Linked DNA regions of Triticum aestivum: region 2 is linked to region 1. Evidence: chromatin contacts called from public Hi-C data. All regions are on one chromosome and are shown on one strand. The core of a region is the stretch at or near the end of the contact, and the rest is flanking DNA. Distances in the headings are between cores, read along the strand shown. Region 1 holds the start of LOC123058244 (late embryogenis abundant protein 41-like). Region 2 holds the start of LOC123060980 (protein pleiotropic regulatory locus 1).

The links. Hi-C and Micro-C count contacts between places; a contact is called where the count stands out from the background.
Region 2: a Hi-C map of leaf shows a contact between it and region 1, with 10 times the contacts expected there. The contact joins the promoter of LOC123060980 here to the promoter of LOC123058244 in region 1. A contact is called at or near these places in 3 of 5 Hi-C or Micro-C datasets (leaf and an unstated tissue).

The regions. Positions count from the first base shown.
Region 1 is chr3A:206,926,595-206,929,968 of IWGSC CS RefSeq v2.1, reverse strand. LOC123058244 (late embryogenis abundant protein 41-like) reads left to right here and starts at 1,552. Exons shown (of 1, transcript XM_044481036.1): 1 at 1,552-2,295. The coding sequence starts at 1,672. The coding sequence ends at 1,959.
Region 2 is chr3A:207,190,250-207,193,386 of IWGSC CS RefSeq v2.1, reverse strand. It overlaps LOC123060980 (protein pleiotropic regulatory locus 1), which reads right to left and starts at 1,385. Exons shown (of 17, transcript XM_044483857.1): 1 at 1,149-1,385; 2 at 1,028-1,052; 3 at 828-927; 4 at 531-612; 5 at 382-441; 6 at 139-220. The coding sequence starts at 1,288. It overlaps LOC123060981 (50S ribosomal protein L18), which reads left to right and starts at 1,445. Exons shown (of 2, transcript XM_044483858.1): 1 at 1,445-1,616.

The sequences.
Region 1 (3,374 bases), core at 303-2,802:
ACGACCCCGACAGCCATGGTGAATTGGTGATGCCCCGCGCGGCGACGACCTCCATGAGCCGGCGCTGCACCCACACGCGAGGGAGACCAAGGTGCCGCAGCGTTGCATCCATGCGACGGCGACCCGCTGCATGCGAGTTGAAAAATTAATTTGGACGCTGATAACGCCCACACGCGTGATTTATTAGACATCCGCCCATACGCCGTGTGTGGTGTAAGCAGAAGGCAGCCCACACAGATCATGTGTGGGCGAACATTCGGGCTGCCCATACGTGTGGGCGCCGCTACTTCGTGTCGCACGCCTAATGAACTACTACTCATCTTCACCCCGCGTGTGTGGCATAAAGCAAATCTGCCCACACGTCCTGGCGCATCCATGGGATGACAAATGTAGTTGCCATGTGTAAGTAACGATAGTTGCCACGTGTTCAAACTATAGTTGCCATGTGTGATAAACTACTTACCCTACGTGGTCAAATAATAGTTGCCATGGGTGATTAACTAGTTGCCATGTGTAATTAACTAGTTGCCTCGTGTGGTCCAACCATTGTTGCCACGTATGATTTATCGTAGTTGCAATGCGTGATTACCTTTTTTTAAATAAACGAAATTTTATTCATTAGCAATAACCAATACATCGTTTGTGAGAAGTGTTACAATTTCACTAAAAGGCTCCTCAAACCAAACCGAAGTCTGAAAAAAAATCTAGCTAATCTAGCCAGTTCATGTGCTACTTTATTTACCTCTCTAGTTGCCACATACGCACAACTGCAGCTGCCGCCTAGCAACGAATCATAGTTGCCATGTGTGTTATCCTAGTTGCCACGTACGTGCAACTGCAGTTGCCATCGAACAATGTACGAGTGTCGTGCGGGCGAAGAGCAGTTCATCCACACATGCGTGAACCAGGTGGTGACTGTGTGGCCAAAAATTAGTTCGTCCACACGGCGCAGTTGGCAACCGTGTGTTGCGGGTCGTGTGGATGAACTCTCCAACGCCTACACACACGATGATGCCCACATGGCACTGAAAATCTAACAGATTTTTTTAAGATTCATGTAAAATAAAATCAACGTGTATCAACGAGTGTGGGTAAAGTGTAAATATGTCACACATGTGGGCGTTAATATTTTTAATTAATTTTAGTGCGCACCAAACCGAGAAGAGCTAGGGCAACTTCGCCGTTGACAACGAACCCAACACGACCTGGCTTATACTCCTCTCAAAAGTCCTAATTGCCACCAACTTTTTATTAAACGTGCGTCGCTCTCGCTGGCTCATGTCGACCGGGCGAGGCACGGCAACATCAGCTCGAGAAGAGTAAACAAAAATATCAAGTCGACTCTCTCAAAAAAAAATCAAGTCGACCACGTAGGAAGGAAGCGACGAACCCGCGGCGCCATTTCCTGCGTCCGTCGCGTCGGCACGTGCCGGTTCGCCGCGCTGAGTGACGGCGCCCAAAAGCCACCGAATCTTTGACAAAACCCCGTGCCGTTGGGCCCTTTTTACTGCGCCTGCCCCTCCCCGTCTCCCTTTATATACGGGCCCTGGCCTCTCTCGTTCCCCCACACCACCAAAGCCCACCAAGCCTCAAACGCCCACGTTGGAGCAGTAGCAGCAGCACAGAGCCAGAGCCAACCAGCCGTTCGATCGTCCAACGCAGACGGATCCGATGGCCCTCGCTCTCTCCGGCTCCGCTGCTGCCCGCGCGCTCGCCCAGCGGCTGGCCCCGGCCACCGCCAGGGGCTACGCGGCGGCGGCCTCCTCCGGGGCGATGAGGCGCGGCGCCGCGGCGGCCGCGGACGGGAAGGCGGCCAGGGAGGCCGAGAAGGCCGCGGCCGACGCCTCGTGGGTGCCCGACCCCGTCACCGGCCACTACCGCCCCGCCAACCGCGCCGCCGGCGCCGACCCCGCCGACCTCCGCGCCGCGCACCTCGGACAGACCTACGCACGGGCCTGAAGCCCGGCTCCACTCGACCCTCCTGGTCCCGCCATGGAAAACAGAACTGCTACCGCTACGTAACGAGGGAAGATAGGGAAGAGGCAGGCGGGGCTCGTTCGCCGCGCGCGGCTGTGCGGCTTCACGACGCATCTCATCATCATCGATCCTATACTACGGGGGAGATGCGGCCTGGACGTTTGGCTGTTTCCCATTGTGTTTGTGTGCGTGCGTGCGTGCGTCTGGGCTTGGATGCTCAGATCAGATGTATTTTTGGTCGAGCAGGGCTTGTACCTTTTACTTTTACAGTTAGGTATTATAATAACAAAAGAATCCAGCGTTTTTCTTGTTCCTAAACAAATGTTTCTTGCGTTTTCTTGCTATCTGATTCATTCTTGCGTTGATCCTGCAAATGGAGCTCCAATAAATATTGAATCTGCAAATGAAGCTCCAATAAATATTGAATTCATGCTCCTAAACACATATTCATTACTGGCTTACTGCTATAACCTATATAAAATCATTTAGACGTCGGTCCTGCAAATGAAGATTCAGTAGTACGGGGGCAGGGCAGTCACAGCTCGAGCCGCTGTACAGCAACCGCGTCGGGACACGGTGAAATGTTCCGGTGTCACGGACGTCTGATGACGTGCACTGCTGCCTCAAACGCGCAACGTCAGCGTGTAGTTGTTCTTCTTTCTTTTTTCTCTTCAAATTTCACGTCAACACTGGTCGTGACATGTTGTATGTCATTTTTTAATACAATATGAATGCAGACACACTCATACATACGCATATACACAACGGCTTTCTCGAAAACACCTGGTCGACTGTCTCTAAAGCACTAGGTGCGCGTGCGTAGGCTAATTATTAGGTCGCGCGGCGTCGTCACTGTTTGTGAACACTTTCTCACTGCCCGAGCAACATGGACATTGCTGCGCGCAGGCGGCATGGAATCAGGTCGCTTCGATCGAACGGACGTCGCCTTGTACTCACGACGGCGACCGGAAAGGAAAGCATCGCGTCTCACGGCACCGGCCGCACGTCGACGTCACGGGCTCGAGTGCGTCTACTCATATGTGAACCTTGTCATGCCAAAACGTCTCTCCGTTGCTGCTAACTCTGCGTCAAATCGATTGATCTTTCTTCCGTTAAGAAAACAACTGATCCTTCGTGAGATACGACGGTTTAGTATAGCTGACCAGAAAACAATGACAAGGATTATCCCGCGCGTGGAGAACCCAATTAAGAAGACACCCCGTGCTCGCATGATGGCCACCAGGAACCTAGATCGACGAGATCTTGCACCAGAAAGAGCCAAAAACCTCGAGTCCCAGGCTCCCAGCAGCGTGCCAGTTTTTTCAAAAAGAGAGTACCCCGGCCTCTGCATCGCCATGCACACAGCCACAGCTGCTCCCCGGGTGACCAACCGCATG
Region 2 (3,137 bases), core at 136-2,635, 260 kb before region 1:
GCATGGATGCTCAAAAGGTCAAAATAAATCTTTTTTCCAGTCCAAATACGGCACCGATATGCCAAGAACCTGTCCCTGGGGTGCCAAACAAGCTATAACACACAATATGGAAGTGACACTTGAATGAAAGATAATTACCCGATAGTTCTTCCAGGGAGCATGCCATACAGGTTTAGGCCATCTACTTGGCAACCTTTCCATCAGTGCAGATGTCGAGAATCTAAAAGACATATCAAGACATGAGCAATTTAAAGTAACAGCCAGGAACTGCACATTACAAATATTTCACAGTTGACACACTTGATAGAATATCAGAAATAATATGGAAGCCATGTTGTATGATGACCAGACAGCCATAGAGGGAAATGCAAGTGAACAAACCTATCAGATGACCCAGGAACCGACAATACGGTTGTATTTTTGCCAGGCACTGCAGATTCACTGATGAAAAATCAAAGAGGAAACTTCAGTAGCAATAAAAAGGAACATCAACATATTAACAACAGACAAGAGAACATGGATGCACTTACGGTGCTTTAGGAAGCATAAGCGGTGCAGGGATAATGGCATTACTAGTGCCTTCCCTAGGAGCATCTTTTGTGTCTTGTGTGCCTGACAAAGATAATTTTTATCATCCTGTAAACAATCTACAATGAAATTCGCTAGAATTTCAGCCGTTATTCCTGTTCTTGAAATCCCCATTGTTTCTTTTGCCTAGCGGTCATTACTAACGAGCATCAAAAGTCCTGATATAGCTAGTGAATTTCTGTTGTTCAATTTGAAAAGCGGCAGGGACTTCTCATTCAAGAAGGGCAGCAAAAAAATACCTAGAAGCGCCAATGCATTGGAAGGAGCGGCGGCGCCCTTCCCCTGCGCTCGGTCCTGGTCGGTCGGCAGGTTCTTGACCGCGCCGTACTCCGCATTCACCTGCGAGAAACCACCCGACCACCAAATTCTCAGGGCCGCCGCTTATGTGCAGACAAAGGTAGGAACATAACCAGTAGAGAGCCGAGACGAGGCCACGAACCTTGCAGCTGACGCGAATCCGTTTGCTGCCGCGAGATAGAGAGCAAGCGAAGAGAAGAGGTTAGCACAAGTGGGCTAGGGTTTGGGGGGGTTAAGGAAGGGGGGCGAGCGAGCTGGCTTACCTCTCGGCGTCGGGAGCGAAGGGGAGGGAGTGGGTGGGCGCGAAGAGGTCGAGGGAGCGTCTCAGCGACTTGAGACTCAGCTTCTTCAACGACTGCGGCTCTACCGGCTCGCCGCCCGCTGATGCCGCCGCCATCGCCATAGCCGCCGCCCGCCGATCTCCGAGCTACTACTCACTTCTCCTTTCTTGTCCCGGTACTGGAGGCGGTTCACAATGTGGGCCTGGATAAGAAACGAGCTGGGCTCACCCCCAAACAACGACCATATTCCTGGGCCTAACCGGGCCGTTACTAGTCTAATCGCATCGCATCGCGTCCATTCCTCCTCTAACCCTGCAGCCGCCGCCCCGTCCATGTTCTGATCGGCTTCGCCACCCACGTCGCGCCGCGCGCCGCCGCCGCCGCCCTGCGCTGTCCGCTGCATCCCCGGCTCGCCGCGCGGTACGACTCCGGCCCCACGTGCTCTCCGAGGTAGGCCACCTCTCTCATAAAGTCGTAATACAGATATAGTCAGGCTGCACTTCTCGTGAGATCCGTATCGGTTTACCTATGCGTTGATTCACCAGTGGTATTCTGCCATTCCGTGGTAGAGCTCAACTCATTTTGAAACACATCTTCACCAGATGGGTTCGATAATTTGGTTCTGTGGCTGTTAATTTGATATGGCCCGAGAATTAAGTGTCGCTAATTCTTATGTTTAGGTCTGCACGCAGCACGCTTGATCCAGTTTCTGCATACTTAACTGCCATGTTTTTATTTGAAAAATCTTGAGCTGGAATTCATTAGGTGCCATGTGTACTGGTAAACTGAAATGTGTAGAGCCCTATTCGGTACTGATGTTTATTGGAGCCTAGCATTGCTGGGGCATATTAAGGTCTTGGCTTCACTCAGTGACAATCCTTTCCGGCTTCGGGTTACTGGCTCAGTGTAGTGAGTCACTCTGAAAGTCTTTTAGTTCTTTTGGGACAAATCACTCTGTTTCTGCCTCATGAATGCATAAATTTTCCTTCTTAGCCATTAGATATTGCCACTCTAGATAATTTGGCTGAAATCTAAATTTCATGGTGTAATATCCTATTCATTTTGCTGAAGTTGACATGTCTGGTCATCATACCTCAAAAGACAGTGTGATTAAGCTTCCTCTCAATGAACCTGCTAAATTCTGCCTTGGTTTGTTTGGCGCTAAGTATTCTGATATCAATGTTGGCAACTTCATTTAGAGTTTTATGTCTGTCAATTAAGTTACTGCTGCTGCATTATATTAAAAAAAATGCATATCAACTAGAACACTATTCTCATAGCTACATTGTTCAGGCTATGTTTGGCCTATGCCTAAATTAACCGCATCAATTTCTTGCTCATGATGTCACAGTGTCCAAATTAATACCTCTCATAGGCATCTACATGGTTTGCCAAACTCTCCATATACTCATGCTCCTTAGGCGACTCCCAGTGAACTTCCTTGCCAACATAGGCCAGAACTTTGACAACCAAAACCATATCCAATATTTTGCCTAGCCAACATTTTTGTATCTCTTGGCTTGGACCAATGTTCAGGCTATCGGTAACTGGTACCATATCAGTTGGGTGCTGAGTAGGGATTAATGGGCGAATAGGCCATTTTTACTGAATTTATCGGTAACCCATTTATCGGGAGGTATAACTAGGGCCATATCTATATATCCTAGGCTATACAGCGACGTGCAATGTACTGAGTGTCTAAATACGCAATCCTAGGCTACATAGCAACAAGGAAAATTGTTGCCTTGATGTTCTAATGATGTTGCAGCTGATCTGGAAGTTTATAAACCTGAACATTGAAAAGTAGGAAGGGAATGGCCTAGTTTTGGGCTAAAAACTGCCTAGTAGTTAATTAGCCCAGCCAATAATTCGGCCTGACAGCTGATAAATCGGCTTGTCAGACAAATTAACTGGACCTACCAGTTAATGGCTCGAATAGCACGTTCTCGTATCTGAGGGGTCCGAATAACA